Regions from separate parts of the Mus musculus genome. Here all the other regions are linked to region 3. Evidence: chromatin contacts called from public Micro-C and promoter capture Hi-C data. All regions are on one chromosome and are shown on one strand. Each heading gives the region's core, a stretch centred on a gene start, on an enhancer-like site or on the middle of the called end of the contact. The rest is flanking DNA. Distances are from core to core; before and after follow the strand shown. Region 1 holds the start of Tbc1d9 (TBC1 domain family, member 9). Region 2 holds the start of Samd1 (sterile alpha motif domain containing 1). Region 3 holds the start of Gipc1 (GIPC PDZ domain containing family, member 1).

Region 1 (2,700 bases), core at 133-2,632, 490 kb before region 3:
GAGCATCTTTAAAGGCCTGAAGGTCTAGTGTCTGTCTCCTAAAGAGACTGAAGATGAAAAACAGGTGAAAAGCCAGACCGTTGCTAGTGCAGACCAACCAGAGAGCTTCATGCTTATGCTTCATGAGCCCAGAGGCTCTTGAGTGCAAAGCCATTCTGGGCTACACAGTGGGACCCTGTCAATGGACAGGTATCTAAATGATTAAACAAATCAGGGAGAAGACCCTTGTGGTGACAGGAAGAGAGCCTTGTACTTCTTTAGCACCCTCAGGGCTGGGCACAAAGCCTTGATGGAATGGCTGCCAGTTTGCTCATTCAGCTACTTGGAAGAGTCCTTAACACAGTCAGAAACACACCCAAACCGCTCTTAGTCCATCTGTACTGTTGTCATGAAATACTTGAGATGGTAACTCTTTTTGTTGTTGTTGTTGTTCGAGACAGGGTTTTTCTGTGTAGCCCTGGCTGTCCTGGAACTCACTTTGTAGACCAGGCTGGCCCCGAACTCAGAAATCCACCTGCCTCTGCCTCCCGAGTGCTGGGATTAAAGGCGTGCGCCACCACACCTGGCAAGATGAGTAACTCTTAAAGGAAAGACTTTTATTTCGCATGGTTGTCAAGGTCAGTAAGTCTACAACCATGTGGGCCACATCTGCTGCTGGTTCTGTCTGCTTCCTCACAGAGTTGAGCTGATGGATAAACTAACCCAACTCCTGTGTGCTGCTTTCTGTGTCTTTCTCCATTCCTGATGAGGGACCCCACTCGGCCTAATTGCCTCTAATGGCCCCACAGATTAATGCTGTCACAGTGACTGAATTTGGGGTTGGAAGGACACATTTAAATCATAGGTACACACATAAAAAATGTGTTTGAATGGTTTGGTTATTTGAAAAGAGGAGATTCTCACGATTGGCTAACTTTTGGGCCATTGCAGAGTCTAGTCAACAACTCTGGTCATCTGAAAAGGAAAACCTCTTTGGCTGAAAACATTTCTCCGATCTCTCGGGTGAATGCATTTAGTCGCGTACGATACGCAGTAAATGAGCTGAGACCAGAAAGGGATTCCAGGAATGCAGGGAAAGACAAATTGTTAAAAGCATAAAGTTGCCTGGTCTGAGTGCCTCTGGTTTAATTTTCATAAACAAACAAACAAACAAACAATGCTAGTGTCCCTCAAAGCTCCTAATGCCCAATATAGGAACAGCTGTGGGGAGAATTAGTTGGTTTAAGCTTTTGGTCTGTTTCCAACTTCTCTATAGCTTACGCCCTGTAGGTCAAGGAAAGAAGTGATGTAATGCATTTAGCTGGGCCACTTTAATTACAAAGGAATGGAAGGGGAGTGGCCACCGGTGGTGACAAGTTTAGCGCGTGACTTGATCCAGGGATGCAGGAAACAAAAACATTACCAACCATTGGCTGCGTCCACCTTGGACTCCTGGCTCTAGAGCCAGGTCTGGAACCTGGGAACACACGTTTCCGGGGCAGGGGTGGCGCTGTCCCGCCGAGCGTCAGCCTTGAATACACACGCCACACGCAGGCTCTGGGAGCGGGGCAGCTTCCTCCCTGCTGGGATGGGCGTGGGGCCCTGCGCTCCGCACACAGTCCCTACCGGGCTCGCGAGAAGCCACCCGCGGTCACCCGGGCTCGCGGCGACTGAGCCGCGCTGTCGTCATTCATTCCCAGCGCCGGGAGCGTCCTTCCAGCTCGTTGCCCCGACGCGCAGTGTCCACGAGCGGTGATCTCGGGCTCGGCAGCTGGTGATCACGGCGCCCTGGGGGCTCGGATTCCCGCACAAGCTCGCCCTTGAACACCGCCGCGCCCTGAGACCGAGCCCCGACGCTTGCTCGCCCTGCGGTGGGCAGGGCCGGGCTGCGAGGCTGTGCACTTGGCGAGCGAGGAGCCGTAGGGAGGATGCTACTTGCTGGGTCCCGATCCCCGTCGTCGTTCCCGGCTGCCCGCTGGGTCTTTGTCGCGGGCCGGGAGCCGCGGGCCGCAGCCTGCTGAAGGCCGTCGCGGCCCCGCACCCACGGGCGGGAGGGCGCGCGTGTGCCCGGGAGAGCGCGCCAGTGTGCGGGCCTCTTTGTGCGACTGCCCGCGGCCACCAGGACCATGTGGGTGAATCCGGAGGAGGTACTGCTGGCCAACGCGCTGTGGATCACCGAGAGAGCCAACCCCTACTTCATTCTGCAACGAAGGAAGGGCCACGGGGGCGACGGGGGTGGCGGCGGCGGATTGGCGGGTAAGAACGGGCACTGCGGGAGGCTCCGCCCGGGGCTCTGGCTGCGGACACCCGGGACGCCGCCCGGTCTCCGGGGCTGGGCCTTTTGCCGGCCCTGTCTGGGGGCCTGGAAGGTGTCTCGAGTTGTGATTTTATTTTCCCCCAGACTAGGAGAGAAACGCCTCTTTCCTGACCCTGTCGGGCGATGGGGTCTTTGAGTTCTGGGTGACCCATAGTGGGTTAAGATGAAATTAGCAATGAGTGAATTATTAAGAATCGAACGCCGGGTTGCATACTCTCCCTACCCCCCTTTAACATACTGCTGAATGTATTGAGAAGAGAGATGGAAGATGCTTAGCTTGGACTCAGCTGTCTTTATGGGCAATTAGGTATAAAATACCCTTTTGTTACCAGGGAAGCAATCTGTCAAGAGGCTGATGTGGTCACTTCCTACATGACCTATGAGAATGAATAAGGAAAATGGAA
Region 2 (2,700 bases), core at 191-2,690, 340 kb after region 3:
ATTGTCCTGTGCATCAGCCCCCTTAAGAAGCCTCCCCCATCCTGGGCGCCTCGCTTCTAGCTTAGCTGTCAGCTGTCCATCACCTCTTGCCGTGCGTCCCCACTCACTGCAACCCCAAGTCTGATTGTGCTTTTTCTCTCAATAGAAAGGTGGGGAGCTGCTGGGGAAATTACCCCATTTATCCCTGTGTTTATCCCTCTCGTAACTTCTCCCAAAAAGGAGGAGCTCTCAGGCCTGGGTGGGGGCCCCGGGTGGACGAGGGGGTCGTTCAACCTGTGTGCTTCGAAGGATGAGACTTCCTCTTGAACAGTGTGCTGTTGTAAACATATTTGAAAACTATTACCAATAAAGTTTTGTTTTAAAATAAAAGTGTCGCTGGTTTTCCCGACTTCGATCACACCCTTGGGGTGTTGGAAAGGGAATTTCGAACCTCAATGTCCAGGTTCTGGAGACCCCGGCCTCGGGACCTTGGAGAAACCAGGTTTGGCTGGAATTCCTGTACTTCCTCCGCCTGGCCAGAGAAAGGAGGGGTGGGGTGGGCAAACTGTCCTTTGACCCTGAGTTCGGGGCCCTCAAATCTGCTCCCACCCCTACTTCGGTCTAGTCCGGGACAGAGAGGGCACTGGAGAGGGCCACTCGGACCGGTTCGGCCAAACAGCAGCAGGATTAGCAGGGTAGGAGAAAAGGGGAGCCCCGCGCGCCCCCAAGCCCTCATGTAGGCGCGGCAGGGCCGCTGGTGAGGTCTCCGCGGCTTCCCAGGAGCGAGGCGCGTCCGGCCGCGGCGCGGCTAGTTCCCGGTAAGTGCGGTCCCGAGAGCGCTGAGCGCGGAGAGGCGTGGAGAGGGGGCTGGGCGCCGAGGACGTCTGGGTCCCGCGCCCAATGGCTGGAGGGCGGCCGAACGCCGCCCGCGCGCCCCGCCCGCCCCTGTCCCCTCCCCCCTGGGCTCCCCTCCCCCTCCCCCGCCCGCCGCGCTCCCCGCCCCCGCTCCGGCGCCAACTCCGCGGCGCCTCCTTAAAAAGCGCGCGGGAGTTGTAAGGGGGGGCCGGAGCGAGCCGGAGTGAGCTAGAGCGACGGGTACACGGGGCGGGCGGGGGCCCGGGCTCCACCTTAAAAGCGGGCGCGTGGGGGTGGGAGGGAGCGAGGAAGGCGGGCAGCGGGGGAGGGCGAGCAGGAAGGGGGGCCGGAGTGTCCCGGGCGCAGGGCGCGCGTGCGGCGGCGGCGGGGAGGGGCCGGCCGCGCCGCGCTCCCCTCCTCCCTCCTCGCATCCCCGGCCCCGCGCGCGCCCAGCAGAAGCGGGGCTGTTGTGTGCGTGCGTGCGAGTGAGTGAGTGTGTGCATATTTTTTTCCTCTTTTCTTTCTCTCTCACTATTTTTTTTTCTGTCTCTCTCGCGCGCTCTCCTCTCTCTCGCTTTTTTTTTTTTTTTTTTTTTTTTTTTTTTGCGAAGAAACAGCAGCGCCGCCGCCGCTCCGCCGAGGCGCTGCGCCCCCCGGGGGGAGGCGGAGGAGGCGGGCAGCGGCGGAGGGAGGGGAGCGGGGAGGGGGCGCCGCGCTGGGAGGGAGGCAGCGCGCACCGTGCAGCCGGGCCGGGCGGGAGGCATGGCGGGGCCCCCGGCCCTACCCCCGCCGGAGACGGCGGCGGCCGCCACCACGGCGGCCGCCGCCTCGTCGTCCGCCGCTTCCCCGCACTACCAAGAGTGGATTCTGGACACCATCGACTCGCTGCGCTCGCGCAAGGCGCGGCCGGACCTGGAGCGCATCTGCCGGATGGTGCGGCGGCGGCACGGCCCGGAGCCGGAGCGCACGCGCGCGGAGCTCGAGAAACTGATCCAGCAGCGCGCCGTGCTCCGGGTCAGCTACAAGGGGAGCATCTCGTACCGCAACGCGGCGCGCGTCCAGCCGCCCCGCCGCGGAGCCACCCCACCCGCCCCGCCGCGCGTCCCCCGCGGGGGCCCCGCCGCGCCGCCGCCCACGCCCGCCCCGCCGCCCGCGCCCGTCGCCGCCCCGACCCGGGCGCCCCGCGCGGCCGCCGCCACAGCGCCCCCTTCTCCCGGCCCCGCGCAGCCGGGTCCCCGGGCGCAGCGGGCCGCGCCCCTGGCCGCGCCGCCACCAGCGCCCGCCGCGCCCCCGGCCGCGGCGCCCCCAGCCGGCCCGCGCCGTGCACCGCCGCCCGCCGTCGCCGCCCGGGAGCCGCCGGCGCCGCCACAGCAGCAGCAGCCGCCACCGCCGCAGCCACAGCCGCCGCCGGAGGGGGGCGCGGCGCGGGCGGGCGGCCCGGCGCGGCCCGTGAGCCTGCGGGAAGTCGTGCGCTACCTCGGGGGCAGTGGCGGCGCCAGCGGCCGCCTCACTCGCGGCCGCGTGCAGGGGCTGCTGGAAGAGGAAGCGGCGCGAGGCCGTCTGGAGCGCACCCGCCTGGGAGCGCTCGCGCTACCCCGCGGAGACAGGCCGGGACGGGCGCCGCCGGCCGCTAGCGCACGCGCGGCGCGGAGCAAGGTGAGCGCACCGGGCAGGTGCGGGCGAAGTTGGCGGGGACCAGAGTCCCGGGAGGGAGCGGGACGTCAGGTGGCCGGGATTCGCCCACGGTCCCCGTGGACTCCGAACGCGGTGGTCTTGGTCAGTGATCTGATCTGCGGGAGCCTCAGTTTCCTCGGCTGTAAACGTGGATTGCTGACAGTAGCGACCCCTGGGGGTAGTTGAACGAGT
Region 3 (2,700 bases), core at 140-2,639:
TCTTCAGTTGATGGAACTGTTTTGGAAGGCTTAAGGAGGTGTGTCCTTGTTGGAGAAAGTATGTCACTGGCTTTGAGGTTTCAAAGATTCAAGTAATTTCCAGTCTCTCCTCTCTCTCTCTCTCTCTCTCTCCTCCCTCCCTCTCTCTCTGTTCCTCCCTCTTTCTCCCTCCCTTCTCTCTTCCTCACTCTCTGCGTGTGTATGTGTGTGTGTGGGGGGTTAAAAGGTAAGAAAGTGGGGGCTGGAGAGATGGCTCAGCAGTTAAGAGCACTGACTGCTTTTCTGAAGGTTCTGAGTTCAAATCCCAGCAACCACATGGTGGCTCACAACCGTCTGTAATGACATCTGATGCCCTCTTCTGAAGACAGCAACAGTGCGCTTAGATATAATAATAAATATAATATAAATCTTTTTTTAAAAAAAAGGTAAGAAAGTGGATGACAAAGTGTACGCACAGTAAACTCAGAGTTAGATGGAGATAAACTCATAAAAGGGAAGCAGGAGAAGTGACTTGAAGGTAGATTGTCAGCCTAGCATCCACCAGTAACAGTGCCTCAACCTTGAGCACTTGACCCAATAGCTGATCCTCCAAGAGGAGGAGGAACTGGGCCTACGTTCAACCTTAGAGCACCTAGAAGAACGAAGGAGAAGGGGGAGAAAGAGTCCATTGTCCCTGAGGGTAGAAGCCTGGACTGGTTGGTCACTAGCTTCGATTCCGTACAGTAGGTGCTCAATTGACAAGTCGAGTGTTCTACTGTTCTGATACGTTCCATAGAGTCTTACACAATTTTGCTTGCGAAGTGCTCTGCAGCTCTCTGTGCAGCTTCGGAGCCTTTGCACACCCTGTATCTAACATTGTGTATACTCCATCCTTGTGTCTATAGAGACAGGACCGAGCCTGGTACCAGGCAGGGGCACTTAAATATTGAAAGACTGAATGAATGCGCGATCGCCTTTGTCTATTGTGTAGAGTGGAAGAAGCGGAGACACGCGGGACCCTCCCTATTCACTGTGGTCCACCCTCTGGAATCAAAGCATCTTTCTGGGAGGGAAGAGGGGCTTGGGGCTGCCCTCCAGCCTCTCGCTGACCTCTCAAAAACCGCGCTTTCCTGGATACAGAACTCAGTCCTCCAAACCCGGTCATCTGACTCTCGCTGCCAGCTCCCCCGCCGTCTCCCAACCCTTGCAGCCTCACAATGGTTCAGCCCTTCCCTATTTAGAGCGAGTAAGGTTGGACCACTGCTCGCACAATGGGGGGAGCCCGAGGCGCGGCGGAGGGATCCCTCTGGAGCGTTCCGACGGGAGGCGCCCATTGGTCGCGAGTGCACACGGCCGTCGCTGATTAGTCCGCCCGGGACGCCGGCCCCGCCCAAGTCCCGGAGGCCCAGGGAGAAGCCGGGCGGAGTTTCGAGAGGACCGAGCAGGGCGCGCGCGGTGGCGGCGGCGCAGGTGAGTGTCCCCCGCCCGGGGGGCGGCCTCCAGGGCGTGGAGCCGTGGCGGTGGGGTGGAGCTGGCCGCGTCGGGACCCCAAACACGGACCCCTCCCCGCTGGCCGGGCCTCCCGTCCGCCTCTGCTCTCTGCTCCCAGGACGCTCCCTGTTGGTGGTGGGTCAGTGTTCCCGACCCTTCCCAGGCCTCTTCCCAAAGCTGGCTGGGGGGAACACCGAGACCCAGGTCGGGATAACAGTAACAACCGCAGCACTAGTTTAATGACTCCCCCTCGCAAGCCCGGATCGGTGTTTCCTCGTCCGGCGCTTATGCTGCACAGCTCAGTTGAATCAAAACACCCTCCTGGGAGGGGTTATTAACTTGTTTTAGAAGTGAGGCACTAGTGCCAGAGAGGTGGAGTAACTTACTCAAGGTCACACAGCTAGTAAATGACCCATGGGGCTTAGGGACCCGTATCCTTTGAGTCCAGAAACTAGTCCCAGAGATCAGCCCCTAGACTCACGCCCACCGCCACCCCCATATTCACTTCGGAGCCGCACCTGCTGGGTTTTGCTTTCCTCTCCTCGCCCACGGGTCACTAGACAGCTTCCAGGTTGCCCTCGTGTCCCTTCTCTGAGCTGGAGAGGCAAGGCCCAAATACCATGGGTCGTTTAACCCCATTTCCTTTCCACCTACCCTGTCCACTCTCCACTGTTAAAGGGATGACTGGAAGTATAGAGACTTGGTGTCTGGGGAGCGCGGGGGCTACAGGCGGCCAAGACCGGTCAAGCTGTGCATTCACGCCCCTCAGCCCCCGCCCCGGAAACACTGGAGAGATGAAACCTTCAGGATCCGGTTTTTCAAGAATGAATCAGAAGCTCCTGCCTTCCTCCCCGAAGCAATGCTGTGCCCGGGGTTAGGAGGGAGGGACGACCGGGGCAGGTGTGGTGTCCCCTAAGCCAGGCGTTATCTGAGCCCCTGGAACAACCCGTTTCCTGCTCCCCCCACTTGGCTTTTCTGTGACTGCGGGGGTTGCAGAGTTTCAGGCCCTTTTTGGGATGAGAGTGCTGGACTCCGGAAATCCATCCAACCCACTTCCCTTCAGCTCCTTGCAGACAGACTGGAGAGACGCACACACTTAGCTCTCTAGCAGTCATGTTGTGGGGGTTTGAACCACAGGCAGTCGGGGATGTAAGACATTCATTCTACAATTCAGCCCTTGTGGAACCCGACCGAGGTTTCACACGCTAGGCAGGTGCCCTACGCCTGAAC

Evidence for each region. Hi-C and Micro-C count contacts between places; a contact is called where the count stands out from the background. Capture Hi-C pulls out chosen DNA fragments and counts their contacts.
Region 1: a Micro-C map of embryonic stem cells shows a contact between it and region 3, with 2.8 times the contacts expected there. The contact joins the promoter of Tbc1d9 here to the promoter of Gipc1 in region 3. A contact is called at or near these places in 1 of 484 Hi-C or Micro-C datasets (embryonic stem cells) and 1 of 115 datasets of contacts at active chromatin or transcription factors (microglia).
Region 2: a contact with region 3 is called in a promoter capture Hi-C map of liver, with 3 times the contacts expected there. The contact joins the promoter of Samd1 here to the promoter of Gipc1 in region 3. A contact is called at or near these places in 7 of 39 promoter capture datasets (the 3T3-L1 cell line, embryonic stem cells, hippocampal neurons and 3 more), 4 of 484 Hi-C or Micro-C datasets (CD8 T cells, bone marrow-derived macrophages and granulocyte-monocyte progenitors), 8 of 115 datasets of contacts at active chromatin or transcription factors (bone marrow-derived macrophages, embryonic forebrain, embryonic stem cells and 1 more) and 2 of 9 other capture datasets (adipose tissue and liver).

The regions. Positions count from the first base shown.
Region 1 is chr8:83,163,970-83,166,669 of GRCm38.p6, forward strand. It overlaps Tbc1d9 (TBC1 domain family, member 9), which reads left to right and starts at 1,383. Exons shown (of 21, transcript NM_001111304.1): 1 at 1,383-2,235. The coding sequence starts at 2,106.
Region 2 is chr8:83,996,076-83,998,775 of GRCm38.p6, forward strand. Samd1 (sterile alpha motif domain containing 1) reads left to right here and starts at 1,441. Exons shown (of 5, transcript NM_001081415.2): 1 at 1,441-2,490. The coding sequence starts at 1,597. It overlaps Prkaca (protein kinase, cAMP dependent, catalytic, alpha), which reads left to right. Exons shown (of 10, transcript NM_008854.5): 10 at 1-369.
Region 3 is chr8:83,651,289-83,653,988 of GRCm38.p6, forward strand. It overlaps Gipc1 (GIPC PDZ domain containing family, member 1), which reads left to right and starts at 1,390. Exons shown (of 7, transcript NM_018771.3): 1 at 1,390-1,449.